Linked DNA regions of Mus musculus: region 2 is linked to region 1. A link is a contact called in public promoter capture Hi-C data. All regions are on one chromosome and are shown on one strand. The core of a region is the stretch at or near the end of the contact, and the rest is flanking DNA. Distances in the headings are between cores, read along the strand shown.

Region 1 (7,903 bases), core at 3,877-6,376:
CTTATGCAGGGCTCAGATGGTTCTGTTCTTCATGGTGTAGCCTTCGGGTCACTCATACCACTGTACATTGCTGATCATGGAGTTGTCTTGCTACTTAGTGATTCTCTATGTGAGCCTTCCCCATGGCCTGTTGGGCTTCTTCATAGTATGGGGGTCTCAGGGTAGGATTCCAAAAGAGAGATGGAAGTTGACCAAACAAGACTGTGGAAATTTTAGAATAGGGCTTCATGCATGCTAGGCAAGCACTCTGCCACAGATTTGTATCCCTGGCCCTATGACGATCTTGCAACTGGCACATCATTTCTTCAGGTTCCAGGAGGAGTAATCAGATCAAGCATATGATGAATAGTAATATTTATATTTCATACCAACAGCAAGTAAGTTTTGGTATAAGTGGGCTCATGGAATTATTTGGGGTGTATTTATATTAAAACATTATTTTGAAAAAGAAGAAACTAAACAGGATATTCTGTAAATTAACTTGCTATCTCTAGCCACAAGAGCAATCTGGATTCAGGGTCAAAGGAACTGGACTCCCCTCTGGTAGGAGTAGTGTGTGTTCAGAGAAGAAGGAACCCAATGGTGACCCTCTTTGGATATTGTACCTTGTTTCAAAGAAGAATGAAATATCCTTGTTTTCAGGAAACTGTGTAGAACTACTAAGAGGAAGTGTCTACCTCGTGTCATCCTAAGAGAAAGAAGCCAGACTCGTAAAACTCGGACCACGTGCTTCTTCTCATGTGTGGGATCTGGATGGAGGAAGCAAAACAAGGGCATCACAAGACTGGGGCTGGGGCGGGGGGTGGGGGGGAGAAACGGAGAGGGAGAGGGTACAAAATGACAGCAGAGAGGAAGAGGATGCTCAAAGCTCATTGTATACATATGTGGAAATGTCCTAATATGACTCTTCTGCGTTGGTAACAAAAAGATCGAAAAGTATGAAAAAAAATCAGCTGTTATTTAGGTAAAATTGTAGGTGAGAATCTGGTTAGTGTTCTAGGCTTACTTGGCCAGAAAGTAAAGAAAAAAGAAAAAGATTCCCTCGGTCCCACCTTAGCAGGTCCCCCAGAAGATCACATCAAAGATAAGCACCGTTTTAAAAATATCATCCTTGTTTGGCAGAGTGAGACAGTTTGCAAGTTGGCATTTTCCTGATTGACCTTGGATATGTTTTCATTTGGAAATCCCCCCTCAAACAACAAACTGTTAGCTCAGCGTCACTACCTTCCCAAGGTCAAAGTCATCCTGGGGCCTGTAATCTGAGATTAATGTAGCTAGCACAGAGGCCAGGGCCTAAGGAAGGAACAGGAAGCAAGGATACAGAGTTCGCCATGGGGCAAGTACTGGGTTGAAGTTGAGGCAGAGAATTCTGGGCCTTCAGAACAAAGGCTAGTGAGTCCTTTTAGCTTGTGCTTCTTATGGCAGGCAGATTTCTGAGTTCGAGGTCAGCCTGGTCTACAAAGTGAGTTCCAGGACAGCCAGGACTACACAGAGAAACCCTGTCTCAAAAACACCAAAAAAAAAAAAAAAAAAAAAAAAAAAAAGAAAAAAAATGCACTTCTCTTTAGGTTTCTTGACCTAAAGAGGGGTTTGCTTCCTGTTTTTTGGTTGGCTGGTCTTCTGTGTCTCTGTGGCCTGTGGAGAATTTATTATCAAAAGGAAAAGTCTTTGCTAAGGAAATTGTCTTGTTATATTGAAAAAAAAATAGCCTAAGTGCTAAATTCTTGCATCTGGGTAGAATGTCGAGGGAGTGATGGTTAGAGGTTTCCTGGAATCTGGGATGTTTTTATTGTTGAGAATAATTACCCCAAATCTGTAAATGAGGCCAGGAGATACCTGGGTCACCCTAGAGCATTGATGGACGTGTTTGCCTTTCTCATTTTGACGTTTATCAGGGATGGAGCAGTTAGACTCCGAAGTTTTGTCTGAGAGGTTCAGTTCAGCCATGCTATTCAGTCCAAACTGCTTACATTTCGTTTTAAACTTGAGCCATAACTCACGACTGTCAAGCTTTGCTTCTTCTTACTTTTCCACTTACAGTGTCTACATGCTTAGCTCCCTGCTTTTGCTTCAAGAGATTTATAATCTGAAGCAGTCCAGGGTTCCCAAATGAATCCATACCTGGCTCCTGTCTTCTGTGCTCTCTGTTTGAACTCTTCTTCCTTTGTTTTCCATCGGGCCTTAGCCCTGTACATTTCACAACTTCAGAGAATTCCAGGTGTACTGCTTGCCTTGCTAACTTCACCTCCTGGGATACACTGATGATACAATGGAGAGTTGTCATTATGACTGGCTTTCGATGCTTCTTTGTGTGGCAGCCTTCTTCCTCAAAGTGGTTGCTCCTGACTCTATGTCCTGGCATCTGCAGTGTCTTCTTTTCTTTCTCTCTGTGAATTGCTCTGGCTTAGCTCCATCTCTTTCTATCTAGTCACAGACATCCGAGTCATGTCAAAGTGGTCTGGAGATGTGATAGCTCTTTGTTTTCTGTGTCTCAAGAATCAGAATGAAGTCAGGCAGTGGTGGCACACATCTTCAATACTGGCACTTGGGAGGCAGAGGCAAGAGGATATGATATGAGTCCAGACCATTCCTGCTCTGCAGAGTGAGTTTCAGGACAGCCAGGGGGACACAGAGGAAGTTTGTCTTAAAAAACAAAGACAAATGAGAATCAAAATGAAAGTCTTTCTGTCAGAGAGTTATGGTTGTTTGCATTACGTGAGAACAACTCTCCTAGTCAGGCATGGTGGCGCAGGCTTTGTAAATCAAGAGTTCAAGATAGTTCTCCACTACATGAGACCCAGTCTCTACCAGCCAACCTACCAAGAAAGCCTCCTAGAAATTAAGAGAAACCAAGTATGTAGTCAAAGAGCTTAGGACAAAGGAAGTAGAGAATGTGTGATGAATATTCATAGGAAGGCAGGAATCGACCGTGCTCTTCTGAGGTACACGATGGGTTATGTCTACACAAATACTCAGCATCCCATGGCATCTTGCAGAGACGTTCTTAGGTTCACGGGCCATCATCTAAGTTGTTCATATAGAATGCGTGGCTGCTCACAACGCTCTGGTAAGCAGGTGTTTCTGGTCAGACACATTCGTCCTATCTTCTGTGACTCTCTGATGGAGTAGCTGTTGGCTCAGGTAGAAAAGATGAGAAAGTAGAAAAGATGTGTGTGTGTGTGTGTGTGTGTGTGAGAGAGAGAGAGAGAGAGAGAGAGAGAGAGAGAGAATATAGTACAGAGTTAAAGCTCATTTTCCCACCTACATTGTTGTCTAGATTTGTCTCTTCCTCTTTCTTTCCTGTTATCCACTTGATAAGCATTTTTGATTTGGGCATTGCAATTTGACCCACAATCCTTTCTTCTCCCTGATGACACACAAGGAGCCCAATTTGTACCAATTTGTCCATCTAATATGCAGCATCGTGCCTTATCCCAGCTGTTGCTTTTTGTGGGAAACCTAGGGTGAGGCATCTGGGTTCCTAAGTCATTTGGAACTGATTTTTCTCCTCATCCACTGTGTTCCCTAAGCCTTAGCCCAAGAATTGTCTGTTCTGTCTTTAATGTCACCCTTTTGTTGTGGCTGCCCAGGTATGCTCTCTGGCTGGATTCCACTTCCCTGTTTCCACCCAATTCTGGCCTAGTGCTCAGAATATCAACCTCTCACACTCTTCTTCCTCCGATCCCTGGCTGTTACAGGATACTTGAACCTGTTTCTAGTTAGGGTGTGGCTCAGCCCTTAGCACTTACCTTTGATCCCAAACAATGAAAGTCAAGCTAGTTTGTAGAAGGAAGCACCCATGTTTGAAAGTGAATCAGAGAAAGATCTGACAGAATGCGGAGGTAGGTCCGACTTTCACGAGACAGGAAGCTACTTAAGGGAGAGACAGTAGAGGAAGAAGAGAGTACAGTGAAGGAATACAGTAGAGTTGGTGGAGAGCAGTAGCGTTGAGAGAGGAGTGGCGCAGTACAGAGAGGGAGGAGGAGGCGGATTTGCAGGGTAGAGTTTTACAGAGAACAAGCTAGGCACAGGTAAAGACAGAATGAACCAGAGAATGAGAAGGAGACAGATGATGAGAAAAGTTAGTTTGAGGCAATTCAAAGGCCAAGAGAGAAGCCAGTTTAAATCAGTCAGCTGGGAGGGGAGTTTGAGCCAGAACAGCTGAGTTGAACCAGCCAGCCAGAGTTCAGAAAGAACCAGAAAGGGGAACCTTACTCTGCAGCAAGTCTCAGAGGCTGAAACCATTCTAGGCCTAGATTAGCAGATGGAGGCAGTAAGCCTCCCAGACAACAGCTATAACAGGGGAATAAAAGTTAAGTTGCTTTTACACCTAGGTTTTCTTGGGTTTCTTAGGGCAAGAGGTGAAGGAGTTGGCAGGGCCAATAGGAACAAGTGACTTGGAGCTGAAGAGAGAACTCAGCAAGTAAGAGCCCTTGCTGCTCTTGCAAGAGGTCCCAAGTTTGGTTCCCAACATCCACATGGTAGTTCAGGACTGTCTATATAGACAGTTCCAGGGGACCCTCTACTGGTCTCTGCAGGCACCAGGCACAGTCACAGTGAGCATGTACGCATGAAAGGCAAACACTCACAAACATTAAACAAAATAAAGCAAAAAAGAACTGACGACCCCAAGAAGAAAAGGGAGGAGACCAGCCCCTCTTTAGTTTTCTACCTCATGAGGAATTATTGTGTAAAAACAAAGGCTTGCCAGGAGGGAGATTTGTTTGTGTGAAGAAATGCCTTTGGGATCTGGGGTGGAGGCCTGGCATAGAAAGATCGGCAGCGCACTTAGAGAAGACAGAGGGTACACCATGGACATAGCCATGAACGCGTTCTGAAGGCCTGGCATCCCCACCTGTGCTGTGACATCACACGCTTCTTCCCTAGTGACCCCATTCACTGCCACATTATACAGTCCAATTGTGAGCCGTGTGCGGGTGTTTATCTTTATTGTCGCCCTGGCTGGCCTTGGAACCACTCCCATTTCCTTCTCTCCTCATACGTAGTAGGAAAGGCATACAAGGCACATGCCAAACCATGAACAAAGGTTAACCTGGCACAGTGGAATACGTTAAGCTTTTCCCCTTTCATCCTTGTTTGGTGTGTCTCAATTCTTTTCAACGGTCAGGTACGTACTCTGCCAAGTTTCCACTCCACTCTCTCAAGAACCTAAGAGTCCAGACTGACCTGCCTATCTGACGTGAGGGAGACAAGGTGACTACTGAAACCGTGGAGCAAACACTGGCCTATTCCAGACAAATCCCGGAAACAGTTTCCCGAGTGTAAACAGAAGCAAAGCCTGTGGAATGCAGGCTGAGAGGGAAAGTAGATCTCTGTATTTATTTTGGGGGCAGTCTCTAAAGGGGAAAGGCATGCCTGTAGATTTGACTTTCCCAGAGGTTCAAACCAGCACAAAGTTACCCACAGGGAAAGATGCGGCAGCAAAGGAGTGCTGTGACTGCCGGGGCCGTGGGGAAGAGCAGGGTCTGGAGATGATTAAAGCCAGAATCTCCAGAGAGGAGATTCATTCTAGGTGATGAATCGGAGAATTGATTGTCTTTTCTTATTGAAGGCTACACTAATCAGGAAGAGTGGATCTGTCTGGAGAGGGAACTGTAGTGGAAACAACGTAAAACACGGGGCTCTAGGATCATAGATATAGGCTGTCTCAAAGACAATTAGACCTTTCAGCTGAAGGAATGAGACATACTACACCAAGCTTAGAGTCATCTTAAATGGGTGTGTGAGTTCCGAACTAGTTTTGGTATTCAAGTTTGGTTATTTGTACAAAGGATGAATTTACCTTTCAATAGGCTGTTGTCTTCCCTTGGTATCCGCTAGCCAACTGGGACTTCATTTATTTCTAAAACAGTACAAGGCTCTTTTGGTTTCACCTACAAAAGTGAATGGGCCTCTGTATTTCAAGGTTGCACATTTTCTGTTCTCTTTAAGCAGAGATAAGGACTCCGGGGCTGCGGAATACAATAGGCTATTCTTGTAACTCAGCAGAGCCGGGCACTGTGAGTAATCTCTGCTCTTGACCCTACACCCACCTTGAAGCAGAAACTTGTATCACATCCCCCAAAACAAATCCATTGTAAGAAAGGAATAATGAGTAATGACAACTTTACTGACTGTTTCTTGGGGAGACAGAAAAGATCTCTGTATCCTGTGGAGGTAGTTTTGATTTATAACAAAGCATAATAAAAAATTTCATGAGACATTCATGCTCTTTTTTCTCCTAAGGAGAAAGGTTTCACATTCTTTTCTAGCTTTCTTCTTATTTTGGTATTCATAAGCAAAACATGATGTAATCTTTTAAAAATCTCTCATCCTCCCATCTATCCCTCTGCCTGGCCATTGACAGGCTTTGCCTTTAAGAGGACGGTGAGGTCTAGTGTTTGGGAGAAGAATCAAGAAATTACTAATTCACTTAAAATCTGCTAATAACTCATGATGAGTGGAAACAAGCAATGCCCCACTCCTTGTGGCATTCCCTGATCTTGTCAATATTGGGTTTCCTTTGGACATGGGAACTTTGACTTATACAATATTTTTAATTTATTCTTTGGTAATTTTAAGGGTAATCAATGTATTTTGGCCATATTAGTCTTCCAGTTTCCCCTCCATCTATGGATCTATGGATCCATCCATCCATCTATCCATCATCCATCATTTCATTAAGTGTTATTGAACATTCACTTTATTCAAGGGAAGGCTAAAAACAGTGATAAACAGAACTGATGAAATTCATGTGCACTTGTGTTAAAGGAACAGAGCGGCTATAACTATATAAGAGTATCTAATGGTGGTAAATTCTTTGAAAGCAATTCTGATATTTGGTGAATAACAAAGGCCTTCTTAGTGATGTGACATTTGCTGACTTAAACTTTCAGGCCTCATAAAACAAAATTATAATTGACATCTCCCCAACCTTTCAAATTTGGAATTTTGGAGTCAGCATACTAAAATACATTGTTCAACTCCTATGAGAGATACAAAGGAATCAAACGCAAGATGGTCAGATTTCTTCTATAAAGGGACAGACAATATGATTGCTGGCTTTGTAGGCTTTGAGGGCTCTGTCTGCTGCTTATTACACAGAAAAGGAACACTTTCTGTGTTCATATATATCTTCACAAAAACGGGGGAGCCTGTTCTGCACCTATTAGCTGCAGTTTCCCGACCTTTGAACTAGGTTGAGCTTTAAATTTCTTCAAATTGATATCATCAGCTCTTTTCTTCCATGAGCAGAGCTTCTTTCTGTAAATAATCCTTTTCTTGATCATTATTTTTTCTTAAGATAATTCAAATTACAGTAGTCTAATCTGGAAAATTTATACAGGCTATGTGATGGTAAATTTTGATTTTCAGATTGGCACAGTATTGAATAACCTGAATGGATGTCAATGAGAGACTATTCAGATGAGCTTGCCTATAAGGGCAAGCGTATGGGGGATTATCTTGACTAGTTGAGGATTTATCTGCTGTGAATAACGCTATTCCTGATTATGAATGTGATATGACTACCTGTTTTCCCCTCAATGATGAACTCTAACCTGGAATATTGAGTTAAAACAAATCTTTTCTCCCCTAAATTGCCTTTGTTAGAGTGTTTTTATCATAGCAGCATGAAGTGAAACTGTAGTATTTTGAGTGTGAATGGTCCCCATAGGTTTATATATTTGAACACTTGGTCCCCAGTAGGAGGTATGTCCGTGAGGATAGGCTTTGAGGTTTCAAAAGTCCATGTATTACCAGTTAGCTCTCTCTCTCTCTCTCCCCCTATTCTCTCCCTGTCTTTCTCTCTCTCTCCTTTCCTCCCTTCCTCCCCCCCTCCCTGCCTCTCCTTATGAACAGGGACATAAGCTCTCAGCTACTGCTCCAGTACTTGCCAGCTCCA
Region 2 (7,903 bases), core at 1,603-4,102, 93 kb before region 1:
TGGCCATTTATTTGGAATAATTTTCCAGATTATACAAGGTGATCCGTTTTGTGGGGGTATAATCACCATTCCAGAAAGAAAAAGAAATATTGGTTCTTAATTGGCAGGATATTTTTGCCCCAAGAGGACATCTCCATTGCTGCAGTTGCTTTTGGTTGTCATAACTTGAGGTTAGGTAGAGCATGTTCTTGGCATCCAATGAGTAAAGGCTAGGGCCTGATTAACGGGCAAGCATCCAACAATAGACAGGACAACTTCCCACAGCAAAGAATTATGTGGTCCAAAGTGACTGTGTTGCTGAGCTAAAGAAACTGGTGTAGATTGTTTTGTAAAGCTATTTGTGCCTATATTAAACTATACTATAAAATACATATTACCATGGGCCAGAAGCCTGACTAATACTACATGGAGTCCTAGACTCTGTAATGGGTAAATCTGTGGTCATTGACGAAGAAGGAATAGAATAGGGCTGCCTCTGATATTCTGCAGACATACTGTCTTGGGTGCTAAAGAGCTCTCTGAATTGTCCCTGTCAGGAACCCTGTGGAATCTCTCATCCCATGATTCAATCAAAATGGAGATTGTGGACCATGCGCTACATGCCTTGACAGATGAAGTTATCATTCCACATTCTGGTTGGGAGAGAGAACCTAATGAAGACTGTAAGCCACGGCATATTGAATGGGAGTCAGTGCTTACCAACACTGCTGGCTGCCTTCGGTAAGTGGAGGTTTTCAAGACTATAAAGATTCAATTTTTGCTGGAGTTGGTAGTGCTGGCCTATAAACCTGTCAGACCCTGTCTCAACAAGGGATGTGGTTTGGCTGCAGATAGAATGGAACTCGTTGCTAAGGTGCTTCCCTGGGTGCAGTCTCCAGTCCCATACATATATGCATGCACCCCAGTTGGACACTTTTTCTTTTTTTTTTTAAATTAGAAGTTGAGTTTCTGTTTGTTTGTTTGCTTGCCTGCTTCTTTTAATTATGATTATTTTGTGGTACTGAGGACCAAATTCAAGACATTGCATGTTCTAGGCAACCTTTACTCTACCTTGTGTGTACTCGACCTCAGCCTACCTGCCTTTGCTTCTTTCTTGTGTGTACCATGTTTATCGGCTTGTGTGTTTATTCCCTCTTCCTGTTCACTTTTTATTCCTCTTTGATTTTGTTCATCTAATTAGGTAAACGCCTTTTTAGAGCCTCCCACATACAAGCTTCTTACCTAGTTGTGGATTTTTGTGTCTTGGTTCCTGTCATGGTCATCTGTATTTCAAATTAAACACCTTTGTCATTGTCTGTATTTATTTGTGCTGCTATATAACAAATGACTTCTGGCTAGATTTACTGATGTTGGTTCTGCCCTCCCCACAAACCCATTTTTTTTTTTTTTTTTTTTTTGTGGTGCTGGGTATTAAACCCATTGCCTTGTATAATCTTGGGTAAACTATCTGCCACTTAGCCTGAAAGAGGGTGTCAGATCCTCTGGAGCTACAACCTTTGTGTGGGTGCTGAGGGTTGAACCCAAGTCCTTAGAAGAGCATCCAGTGCTAGTGCTCTTGACGCTGCCTGCCTGTTCCAGTTCCTGGTATGCATGTTTTTCAACAGGACTTCACAAGCTTGAGAAAGCTCAGCAGACAGACTTTCAGTCAATTTCCAACTGCAGTACCTTGCTTTTAAGTATCAATTGCCTATTGTACTGAATACAAAAGGTTTTAAGGAAGCTTTCGATGGAAATGAAGAACAATATCTGTGGGGGGCACTTTATGGATTTAAGTCCTCTACTTAATTTTGTGTTTCCCTTAGGAACGTAAGCTCAGAGAGGAGTGAAGCCCGGAGGAAACTTCGGGAATGTGACGGCTTAGTTGATGCCCTCATTTTCATCGTTCAGGCAGAAATTGGGCAGAAGGATTCAGACAGTAAGGTAAGTTAATGAATGACTAAGTGAATTTTGTTCACTAAGGCGCCTGTGGTCCAGACCTACCACCTCAGGCTATCAGGTAATATAAAATATTTATTATGCTACCCCCTCTCCCTAAAATGGGCATTTAGTTTAGACAAAGAGAAGTGTGTGTGTGTGTGTGTGTGTGTGTATGTGTGTGTGTGTGTGTGTGTGTGTGTGTGTGTGTGTGCGTGCAAGTACACAGAGAAGAAGCCAGGAGAACATTTGTTCCTTGTTTGTTACTCAGGCACTTTCCACCTTATTCTTTTTAGACAGGGTCTCACCTTGAATCTGGAGGTTGTGTTCTTTGGCTAGGCTGGCAGCAAGTACTTCAGCAATGCTGTTCCTATAGCACTGGTTTATAGGTGCATTCAAGATCATGCCAGACTTGTTGTGCAGCAAGTGCTGTTAATGACTAAGCCATCCCTTCAGCTCCAAAGATAGTTTTCTTTAGGTGTGTGTGTCCCATATAGAGTTAAGCTGCTTAGTAGTCTTCCACATTATATATTTTCTTAGTAGGGAAAACAGGGGCCTAAGTGTTGGGTCACCAACTAGTTGTAGAAGCCAGTACATGTCTATAATTAGACACCCTGTTAGCATGAAGGAAACAAGAATTTTGAGGATCTTGGGGTACTGACAAGGCAACCTGAGAGAAGATGGATTGAGTTATGCATTTAGGATTGATCTTTTAATACTCAAAACATGGAGACTTGGATTTTCTTGGAAGTCATCATAAGCATTCTCTTTTCCAACTGAACCTTTTTGTTTTATGTCCCTAAGCTTGTGGAGAATTGTGTTTGCCTCCTCCGGAACTTATCATACCAAGTTCATCGTGAAATCCCACAGGCAGAGCGTTACCAGGAGGCCCTTCCTACTGTGGCTAACAGTACTGGGCCACACGCTGCCAGTTGCTTTGGAGCCAAGAAGGGCAAAGGTGAGTTTTGCTTAGTTCCAGTACTTTAATATGGGACAAGAGGAACACTTAGCTTTATAGGGATTTAATAAATAGCGTGGAAGTCTCCCTAGTAGAGTTGTGTCCTTTTGCTCTGTTGCTGCTCCTCCCTTGTTCTACATGCCTTGACGGGTGGTAAGGTGGTGGTGGTGGTGGTGGTGGTGGTGTGTGAGGATGGTGACGATTGTTAGTGTATTGGCATCTGGGGCAGTGAAGGACAAGAACTCAGCTACACCGGGGTCTTCCTCCCTATTCCTCCTCCTTCTCTGCTTTCTTGTGTACTTGCCCATGATCCTGTTGACATCTTTCTCCTGCGTTTTCTTCCTTCATTTCTCTCCTCGCTTTCCACCTTGGTGATGCACTGGAAGATGAGTGGTTCTCCAGAGGTGAGTGCAATCTTTTAAGGCGCTTGTCTCCTAACTTGCATGGTTTGGTTCTTACCTTTCTTAATATCTCTTTGTCTAACCTTCCCCATGGATGCATGTAGGAAAACTTAGTTGAGGGAAAGCATTGGAATAAGTTTAAATCTTCTGGGTTGTGGTTTTACATGTTGTTTCTGGGCAGCAGTCCCTTTTATCAGAACTCAGTTAACAGCCACAGGAGTGGTCATCCTTTTGGACAGTCTACTGCCTGTTTTGGTCTTCCTTGTTTCTGCATCATCCTGTTGGGACAGTTATGTGTGGGGTTTCTCTTCTTTTGCCTCTTTTGATGCTGCATCTCTGATCTGAAGATTCTGACTGAAGGATGAAAAACTGCCAGGTCGAATCTTTCCTTTTTTAAAAAATTATTTCCCCTGTTCTCTCCACCCTTTCTCCATTTTCATAGGGAAAAAGCCTACAGAGGATCCAGCAAATGATACAGTGGATTTCCCTAAAAGAACTAGTCCTGCTCGAGGTAAGCTACCCTCCTTATTCTCCAGAGACTTTGGATATGGTAACATGTTCTGTGCGCTATGTTAACATTTCTCTCTGACTTAATGGATTTGAGGTTACAGTGAAAGTGTTGGGAAAAGTCACAGTATTTAGTCTAGAGCCAAAACTAGGCTGAGTATAATGGTGCATGCCTGTAGCCTTAGTACTGCAGGCAGGAGGATTGCTGCCAGTTCAAAGCCTTGTGGAGGTACAGAGGGAGAGCATGCCTCAAAAAAAAAAAAAAAAAAAAAAAAAAGAAAAGAAAAGAAAAGAAAAGAAAAGAAAAGAGAGAGACTTAGCTTTCTGAATGGCCACTGCAGCTTTTTGGACCTTGAGCCTGACTGTTAGAAGACATGTCTTTATCAGGCTTTAGATGTTTGGACCCAGGATATTAATGAATATAAACTTGCTGGCTTCCTATAAATATAAAAGTTGTTAATTAAATTATGTTAAATCTCGGGCTGTCTATCATTTAGTTACATTCATGATGGGGAGAATGACCGGGTTAAATTAGAAATACTTTGTTTTACATGTTGAATCATTAAGCCTGGCTGCTTATGGTACAAACAAGTCTAAAGTTAGCTATGAGGTACAAGTCAAGGAGAGGGGAATTGAATGCGACTAAGTTAATGTCTGTTCTCTTTTTACCATGGATTAGTTGCTGTTTGTTTGTTTTTGAGACAGGGCCACACTGTGACCCTGGTTGTCCTGGAATTCTGTCTGTAGACCAGGCTGGCTTCAAACTCACAGAGCCGCCTGCCTCTGCCTCAAAAGTACTGGGATTGAAAGTGTATGACACTGCTTTGGGCTAGAGTAGTTATTCTTAAAGCATGGGATCAGCTGGGTATGGTGGTACAGGCTTGTAGTCCTTACTCAGAGATTAAGACAGGAGGATTGATGTGAATTTGAAGCCAGTCTGCTTGACATTGCAAGACCGTGTCTTAAAAGACAAAACAAAAACCTAAGAAAAAAGAGACATGAAATCAAGGCTCTGAATGTGCTTATGATTTAATAGGGGAATTGAGGTGCCTAGTGATGCAGGAGCAGCAGTGCAGGCAGCCGAGCTTGGTTTGTAGGCATTGATTAGTGCTTTCTGTCTTGCCCTTTCTTGTGCAGGCTATGAACTCTTATTTCAGCCAGAAGTGGTGCGAATATACATTTCACTCCTTAAGGAGAGCAAGACGCCTGCCATCTTAGAAGCCTCGGCCGGAGCTATCCAGAACTTGTGTGCTGGGCGTTGGACAGTGAGTACCTCTAAGAAAATGGATTTGGGGATAGGGGTGTAGATAAGTAGTTTGCTACCATCGGTAACTTTTTCACCGCTTGCAATGTGCTTCCTATCTCCTAGTATGGCAGATACATCCGCTCTGCTCTTCGTCAGGAGAAGGCTCTCTCTGCCATAGCTGAGCTCCTTACGAGTGAGCATGAGCGAGTAGTAAAAGCTGCTTCTGGGGCACTGAGAAATCTGGCTGTGGATGCTCGGAACAAAGAGTTAATTGGTAAGGATCTGAACCAGTGCCTAGCACAGTGTCTGGATTCCACTAAATGTTTACTCATTTGTTGACATCACTGAAGAGAAGGATACTATAGTCTTCCATAGTTTATGTTTCTTAGTGTTGAAGGTTCACGGTTTAGTGCACCTTAAAAAAAGCAAGAAGTGATGATTCTTCTAGAACATTATAACCACTATTATTTGTTGACTATCTGCTTTCTCTATCTATAGGCATTGTTAAGAACTTTTTTTTTTTTTTTCATTTGCCCAGAATTAAACTAGTAACTTAGTGGCAGAGTCCAAGTTACTGATTTTTTAAAAAATTCATAAAGAATGTTATGCCTCACTGGGCAGTGGTAGGACACACCCTTAATCCCAGCAGTTGGGAGGCAGAGGCAGGCGGATTTCTGAGTTCGAGGCCAGCCTGGTCTACAGAGTGAGTTCCAGGACAGCCAGGGCTATACAGAGAAACCCTGTCTCAAAAAAATAAAATTAAAAAAAAAATTGCTATGTCTCATAGATTATCATAAGATTATACTGAACATACTGTTTTCACTAGTGTGTCTGAAGAGACCAGATAGTATATTTAATATCCAGCATTGCATTGTCTCTGTTCACTTGAGGAAATAGATGAAGGGCAGTGAGTTTATGGCTGTTTCATGTTCTTTGCGCCTTTGAGATAATCTCATGTGATAATGGAGTTGGTTTGTATGGCTAGAACTTACACTTGGCCTGATTCCTGCTATCACTGTACTGTGAGCCACCTCCTGACCTTTTCTTTTACTGCTGTAGGCAAGCATGCTATTCCTAACTTGGTAAAGAATCTGCCAGGAGGTCAACAGAACTCCTCCTGGAATTTTTCTGAAGATACTGTGGTCTCCATATTGAACACCATCAACGAAGTTATCGCTGAGAACTTAGAAGCTGCCAAAAAGCTTCGAGAGACGCAGGGTATTGAGAAGCTGGTGTTGATCAACAAATCAGGGTGAGCTTTTACTTAATCACAGCCAAAAGAATTTGAGTATGAAAGAAGAAAGTTTTTAGAAAAGAATTTTCCTCTTCCATTCTGTGAGATTACAGCCCCTTCCTGTGACATATGGAGAGGTGTTGATCTATTTTCATTCTTAATGTTTGTCTATAAATTGGCATGGATTGTTATATCAAACTACTTATGTCAGTGTTTCCGACAGTATAGGATTTGGTGAAATTTGACTTCCATGATTACATTTTTATATCCTTGTGCTGTTACAGCAGTAGTTTTCACATGTGGGTTTCAAGTTATGAAGTAGCAATAAATATAAATTTATGTTTCGGGTCACCATAGCGTGAGGAACTATATGTAGCATTAGGAAGGTTGAGAACCACTTTGTTAGAGAGTATAGGTTCTAAAATTCCCTGTTCTGAAAACTAAACTTTGTATGGCGTTACTTTCCTTCACAGGAATCGTTCAGAAAAAGAAGTCCGGGCAGCAGCTCTTGTCCTGCAGACAATCTGGGGCTATAAGGAGCTTCGGAAGCCACTGGAAAAAGAAGGATGGAAGAAATCAGACTTCCAGGTGCAACAACTCTTGACGGAAACTTTGACTTTTCTTCTCTTTTACTCCTCTGTCTTCTGTTTCTTCTAAGTCCAAGTCTTTTCCAAGATAGTAAAGACACTACTTTTTAGTACAGTGGTGCTCACAGTTTATTTTTGCTGAAGTAGTTCTACTCTCTCAATGTTGAACATACAGTAAGTAGATGGTGCTGGTAGTAAATAGTGATAATATATGGCCACTGTGAGCTTGCTTCCTATCTTCTCAGATCCTTCCATGTACTTACCATTCTCTGATCCTTATACCTCTGTCTCCCACTAGCATTATAGATATGTGCTACTGCCTAGACTCAGACTCTTTCTGAGGAGTTATCGCTGTCAATAGGCACCTAGCATCTAAACCCTTTAGGAAGAATGTGTGAGTGAGGGCTTGGGTAGTGAACGTGGAGAAGGAAACCCATGCTGTTTAAGGGCTTCTGAAGCAGGAGGTGCATGGTTAGGAGGAGGGGCCAGGAAGAAGTGGGCATCTTCAGGTTTCTATGACACTGGGTTTTATGTTTGTCTCCAGGTGAATCTAAACAATGCATCTAGAAGCCAGAGCAGCCATTCATATGATGATAGCACTCTCCCCCTCATTGACCGGAATCAAAAATCAGGTATTGTTGCCAAGCGGTGCAGCCTTCTCTGTTTAGTGCTCCTGGAATTCTTTAATGGCTTACTAACTAAGAATAGGACATGCATTTATTCTAAATAAGCTGGACACAGAGTAGGGGAATAATGTTTTACATCATAGTTATAATGTGTAAGAGAATAGGTTTGAATTTAGGAATCTAACAAAGCAGTAAGGGGTGTGGTGGTGCACACTTGTAATCCCAGCTAGCACTCTGAATTGGGGAAGGAGGATCAGTAGTAAGGCAAGGCCAGCATTGGCTACACGACACCCTGGCTCAAGGGAAAACAAAACCAAAATCAAGACAGTTAGTAACCTGAGTGCAGCTCCTTTAATTTGCCTGTGAGCTTCAAGTTCCTGGAGAGTGAATCAGTTTTCTGTTTAATCTCTTCCTCTCTTAAATTTCCATT

The links. Capture Hi-C pulls out chosen DNA fragments and counts their contacts.
Region 2: a promoter capture Hi-C map of liver shows a contact between it and region 1, with 1.7 times the contacts expected there. The contact joins two enhancer-like sites. A contact is called at or near these places in 13 of 484 Hi-C or Micro-C datasets (the G1E-ER4 cell line, the HPC-5 cell line, the HPC-7 cell line and 9 more), 8 of 115 datasets of contacts at active chromatin or transcription factors (bone marrow-derived macrophages, embryonic stem cells, extraembryonic endoderm stem cells and 2 more) and 3 of 9 other capture datasets (adipose tissue, embryonic stem cells and liver).

Annotation. Positions count from the first base shown.
Region 1 is chr2:84,516,999-84,524,901 of GRCm38.p6, reverse strand. No RefSeq gene overlaps it. Among named protein-coding and RNA genes, the nearest start is that of Gm13710, 14 kb to the right of the region's middle. RefSeq lists an enhancer at 4,099-6,937. Within about 2 kb of position 5,126, at least 108 of the 459 cell types and tissues checked have an H3K27ac peak or open chromatin away from gene starts, as enhancers often do. A contact at or near this core is called in liver, where this site is marked.
Region 2 is chr2:84,607,905-84,615,807 of GRCm38.p6, reverse strand. Ctnnd1 (catenin (cadherin associated protein), delta 1) reads left to right here. Exons shown (of 19, transcript NM_001085450.1): 7 at 537-720; 8 at 1,803-1,920; 9 at 2,719-2,872; 10 at 3,259-3,276; 11 at 3,716-3,784; 12 at 4,918-5,045; 13 at 5,150-5,300; 14 at 6,086-6,278; 15 at 6,734-6,848; 16 at 7,392-7,479. Among named protein-coding and RNA genes, the nearest start is that of Ctnnd1, 39 kb to the left of the region's middle. Within about 2 kb of position 2,852, at least 3 of the 459 cell types and tissues checked have an H3K27ac peak or open chromatin away from gene starts, as enhancers often do. A contact at or near this core is called in liver, where this site is marked.